Regions from separate parts of the Columba livia genome. Here region 2 is linked to region 1. A link is a contact called in public Hi-C data. All regions are on one chromosome and are shown on one strand. The core of a region is the stretch at or near the end of the contact, and the rest is flanking DNA. Distances in the headings are between cores, read along the strand shown. Region 1 overlaps TM2D1 (TM2 domain containing 1). Region 2 overlaps LOC110363298 (a long non-coding RNA gene).

Region 1 (2,700 bases), core at 1-2,500:
AAAGAAATAAAAGAATAAAAAAGGCAGTCTCAATGTTGTTTATACCTGTGTGAGAAAGATCTAGTTTCATAAACTAGATAAACAAAAGAAACATAAACAAAAAATGGTGAAAAAATACTGCTTGTCTCAAACACCAACTCAAGATTTGATTCTTACTCTTTGTGCTTCATTAGAATCTCAAGCATACTCATGCTCCGATAATTCTCCATTACATGTTTGAATGGCTGCTTTCAAGACTGCAGTGCTCTCTGCGAGAAGCGCAGCTCTCAGGCGCTGCAGATGCGTATGACACAGCAGAATTTTAGGCAGTATAAAAATTATAAAGATCAGTTTCCATTACTGTAATTACTGTATAAATCCTATATTTAAGAGGCTTAGAACAGGCCTATTTAACCTTGGTTTGAGCTGAGGCTTGGTCCAAGTCTGCTAAGTTGAACACCAAATTATTTTTCTTTTTTTTCTCTTTTCTCTGCAGCATCGTAACTTAGTGGGGAGCGGGGTGGGGAGGGAGATGGATCCAGCACAGCCTCTGCACTCTGACAAGGTGGTGGCTATAATTTGGCAATATACCTGTCTCCAACCAACAGCAAGACCAAATGAGATGTACGTTTTGTTACATCTGAAAAGTATCGTTTCTCCCCTTGGAACCTGTGGCTGCTTCTCTACCCCAGCTGTGCTCTGGAGCAGGTGTGGGAGACGGCTCGGAGGCAGACGATCCACAAAGCGCAACTAGAAGTGCTTGGGTAAACAGGCAGATCCTACACTGTTCAGAGGGCTGTAGCAGTAATTCCTGGTTTTGGGGGGATTTTTTTTGTGTGTTATTTGCACCCCTTCAATGAAAGCAAAGGTGTTGGCTGCCCTGGTGCTTCACCTTGGGGCAGCTGAGATGCCTGGAGCTGCCTCCAGCTGCCTTTGCAGTCGAAGTACTCAAAGCTGAGAAAGGAGTTGGCAGCTCCACGTGCGGAGGTTGGGGATCTCTTGCTCCATCGCTTAAGCATGCCAGACTCTTAGCTGTAGGCCAGGGAGCAGCTTTGATATGGATAGCCATCCCTTGCTCAAAAGAAAGTCTGGCGCAGCATTTTCCATGTCATGAACCTGTTCTGCAGTGGGTGCTTTGCCCCCGAGTCAGTAGAGCCATAGGAATGAATTTATTCATGTATTCTGTTTCCTTTATGCAGAGTCTTCTTCAAAGTTCCTTGGGTTTACCATGGGGAAAACATGGTGAGAACATGTAAGAGGAGCTTGCTGCCTGCGAAGAACTGGCGGAGTGTTCACCTTGAGCCTGAGGAGACTGCCCACCATATGGATTGTGTTGGCAGAGGCAGCAGCCTGGGGAATGCAGAGGTGGGGGGTAATTTTTAAGGCTTTCGTTCCATGGTCCCATTGATTATAACCCTATTAAGAGGATGATGCATGTGACTTTAAAGTTATTTTGTTAACTAAGTGTAGGCAATGGATGTGTCATGCTAACAAACACAATTGCTGGTGTGTCTAATACAGTGTGCAAGTACAGTACAGTGAATTTAAAAGGTGGTGGTAATCTAAGAATGTTAAAAGGGAAATGTGTGCCTGGGGGGGCGTGGGGGCTGGGGAGAAAAACGACTTACTTGACATTCACTGTCTTCCTCCCAGCTCCTTTGCTAAAGTAGGAACAGAATCGGAACAAAAAAATGTTTGTTTTACAGCTGTACCAAGTTACGGCGTGGACTCGTGCTCCCCCCCTCCTCTCCCACTTGCATCAAGTACATCCTGTACTTTTGGCAACATGTTGACTGGATATTTAAAAGCTGTGAACTGTTCTGAAAGTTTCACATACTGGGTTATGGGCCATGTGTGTTTGATCAAAATTCAATTACTGCACTGTACCATGCTTGGAAACCTATCATCCCAAGTTATGAAGTATGACGAAATAGGCTAATCTAATTGGTTCAGTATGGGAGCAGTATCAACCAAGCTTGTTATGATAAATAGCTTCCTGTGTTAAAGGTTCTCTAGAGCTTAAGTATCTTGGCTCACCTCCCTCTACAAAATAAGAATAGTGTTCCCTGGGAACAGTTACATCACTGTCCCTCTCCTACATTCACAATTAAAGGTTTGTGGATTTTTTTTCGCCTTGCTATTCACTGAATAGATAAACCGTGGCTGTCTACCCCGTTCCCCACCTCCTTCTCCTTCCCCTTTCCTCAGGTTCGCTCGTGTCGTGCTGACCGTGACTCTGCCTGTTCTATTTCAGGGCTAGGTAAGGCAGGCTTGCCAAAACCCAGCCTGGGCTGGAGGCTGGGCTTTGTGCGCTGGTGTGTCAGTACATATGACAAGTCTGTTTGTACAAGGAGTTGGAATTTTTGACGTTAAGTTAAATGTGGAAGCACTTTAATCTTTCTAAGCATCTAATAAAAGAACTTACGTATAGTGAATTTCGTACCTGTGGATGTGCTATTATCTTCTTGAAACGGAAATCTTAGTAGTTAAACGCAAATCCAGCGTGCAAGTGTTGGATTATGACTAGGGAAGGGCTCTGTTCTAAGCCTGGATTTGTAGTCACTAAATTTGTCACTAAGACAGTGAGCTGTCTGCCATGAGATGATACTGGCTTCATGATTTTATCTGGTCCATCTTTGGCAAGAAGTACTTAGCTCGGATTTTGATGTGACAGTAATAGACAGTGTCAAGGAGAAAAAAAACACCACAGAAAAGTGGCTC
Region 2 (2,820 bases), core at 233-2,732, 560 kb after region 1:
CATCTATTTTTATCTTTCCAGTTCTCTTTCCAGTGGGAGCACTCGTACACAATCACAAACTCTGCTGCTAGGGAAGAAAAGGCACCACAGGATTTGAATCAAATTTATTGCTGTTAATTTCTTTCAAATGAATCATGAATCAAAGGGGTCAGCTAGTGGTGGCAAAACATCTGTTGATATGCAGTGTAAAAGCAGCTTCTGACATGGGTGATCAGGGAAGGGGACAAGAGTAGAGCTGGTCCCCGGTAGGATTTAGGGACTGGAAACGTGGGAAAGCAAAGGGCAGGGTTGGAAAAGTCACCTGAACCGTTTTGCTGTCCCTTATGGTTTTCCTGAGCATCTTCCCCACTTTTCTTTCTGTAGAGGTGACCTAAGCAGAATCAATATCCTTCCTTAAAATTAAAAAGGAATAAAAGAGATAATAGGATGAATCAAGAGATTCTCAGTTGATGCCTGGTTTGTGGTGATGTTTTTGTCCTTCAGAACCAGTGGTGCCAATTGCCACAGCCCTGTTGACTTGGGAGGACTTGTCCTGATTTTAAGGAGAGGGCCTGCAGAATGCAATGCATTTTGAGCAGAAAACAAGTGGCCAGATTATGGTCCCCCAGTGAAAACACAACAGACTTTATTCAGCCTCTTTTTCTATTTATAGGAGGGCTGAGAAGTAAAGAGGGAAACGCTGAGTCTGCTAAAAAACTGTTCAGATTCTTGCGGGTGCTTTGGAGGAGCTGATATACAATTATGAGGCCATTTTCTCTGCTGGCAAATTAACAGCTTAGAAAAATTACAAGGGGGGTGGGGGGTGAGGGGAGAGGAAAAAAAGACATGGAAATTTTGTTAATGAAACAGAACAATGAAAATCAAAGCTAAAGATGGAAGAAACTGAGTGGGCCACATCCAGTTCATTGCCTGCTAGGCTGGATTTCTGCCTATAGTAATTTATGCCATAGCCTTGGAAGTGAAAACAGATTTCATTTACTACTGAACAGTACTACTCTGTGTAGACAGAGTTCGTGGCCTCACAGCATTTCTGAGAAGGTATTGTAGGATTATTGCTCTCACTTTGCAGATGGGCACAGTAACACTGCTTGAATTCTTAAATTTAAGCTCTGGTGATGGGGAATCTGAATTAGGATTTGAGTGTCTGAGGGCTGTCCCTTGTGTCCTGTTGTCACATTGCCTGTCCGCTGAAGGAGGTGTTGAGGTCAGAGGTCCCAGTTCAGACTGGTGTTGGTGTCTGAGGGCTCTGTACGAAGATCCTCCCTTGCCCCAGGGATTTGTTCCTCAAGGGTTTGATGGCAGAGCTGGATGTAAGTTGCTCCTCGGATAGGCAAAAATCAACTTTCAACTTTAACTACACCTTAAGGGAGAAAAGTAATCTGAAACTTTTGGCTTGCTTTTCTTTTTCACTAGTCTGACTAATACTAAGGAGAGCCCAGAGCCATGGCCTGCAACTAGCATCAAGACAGCAGATGGAGAGTCCCTGCTTGCTCACACCACACCACTGCCACAGGTGCAGCCTTCCTTAGAGAGCTTTGGCCGTGAAAAATGCACACATTCTGTTGCAAAACAGCAGAAAGCAGGTAAAATTTGCATTTGGAGAAAAGTTGCTGTGGAAAAAAACTATACATTCCCTGAGAGCCAAATTAAAAAAAACCCCAACAACCAGCCCTCAAACCCAAGCTTGCAGAGTCTGCTGTAATTTATGATATACCATATGAATCTAACTATAGAACTTCATTTAAAAATTTTATAAAGACTGTAAATCTACAGTGAAATGTTCTAGGGACAATCTGCTGGCAGAAACCCACACTCTGCGGACTGACCTGTGGGAGAACCAGTTTGTCAAGGGCTTGATCCGAGGCCCGCTGAAGACAATGAAAATACTCTCATTGACGTCAGTGGCCTTTAGATCAAAAAGCCCCCAAAGCCCAACATGGAAAAAATAGTAGTAAGGAGAAGCAAACTGCTCTAATCAATAGATGCTGCTGTAGAAAGGTCTTTAACAATAGCTTAATGGGCCATGATGAGCTGCTTTGGACACTTTTATTTTGTATTGTATGTATCTTATAATCTTTCTCCTGAAACTTTTAATGGAATTTATCTCACTGGAGAATTGGAGAGAACATCTGCTGCAAATGATGGGTAAAGACATAAGCTGTTGTGGGTAGGGTGAGCCTCAGGAGGTTCACAGTTTGGGTTTGGCTTCTGCTTCAGATTCTTATCTCAACTATACAGATCTCCTGTGGCTGCAAAAATTGGACTTGAAATCACAAGAGTACGAGGCTTCTTGTGAGATTTCCAGCACTTCTCTTATGGTTTTGACTGAAGACCAGATGTGGAAAAAATATTTAACAAAATTGGATGCAGTATTTTCATGTCTGGTTCTAAAAAGGGATGGAGGTTCAGGAATCTAATTTTATCCTTTCCAGTTTCACTCCTTGGTAAGATTCAGTTGCAGTTTTAAAAAAATGCAATTTAAACCCAAAATGTAGCTATTGCAACCAGTCCCCAAAGAATCATTCAAGTAGATGAAACTCTAAACATTACATTGACCATGAACAAAATTAAAACCTTTTGCCTTTGGCAAGCTGAGTGCAAAGAATGAACAGAGTGAATGGTGACTATTAGGAAACATTCACTAATACTCTTTCCCCTCAAAGATTATTTTTATTTGCTTTCCATGCAAACGTATTTGCGTTTTTTACCCTTTCCTGCCTGCTTCCACCAAAACAACCAAGCTCTTAGGCTTTGCCTAGCATAGATATTTTTAAGAATACTAGAGGAATTGTGCTTGCCATATGGAAATTTTACATTTTA

Evidence for each region. Hi-C and Micro-C count contacts between places; a contact is called where the count stands out from the background.
Region 2: a Hi-C map of liver shows a contact between it and region 1, with 2.9 times the contacts expected there. The contact joins two enhancer-like sites. A contact is called at or near these places in 2 of 2 Hi-C or Micro-C datasets (crop and liver).

Annotation. Positions count from the first base shown.
Region 1 is chr8:11,751,096-11,753,795 of bColLiv1.pat.W.v2, forward strand. It overlaps TM2D1 (TM2 domain containing 1), which reads left to right. Exons shown (of 8, transcript XR_002421445.2): 7 at 476-743; 8 at 1,179-2,414. Among named protein-coding and RNA genes, the nearest start is that of TM2D1, 18 kb to the left of the region's middle. Within about 2 kb of position 1,251, at least 3 of the 3 cell types and tissues checked have an H3K27ac peak away from gene starts, as active enhancers do.
Region 2 is chr8:12,310,274-12,313,093 of bColLiv1.pat.W.v2, forward strand. All of the region lies in intron 7 of LOC110363298 (a long non-coding RNA gene), which reads left to right. Among named protein-coding and RNA genes, the nearest start is that of HOOK1, 150 kb to the right of the region's middle. Within about 2 kb of position 1,483, at least 1 of the 3 cell types and tissues checked has an H3K27ac peak away from gene starts, as active enhancers do.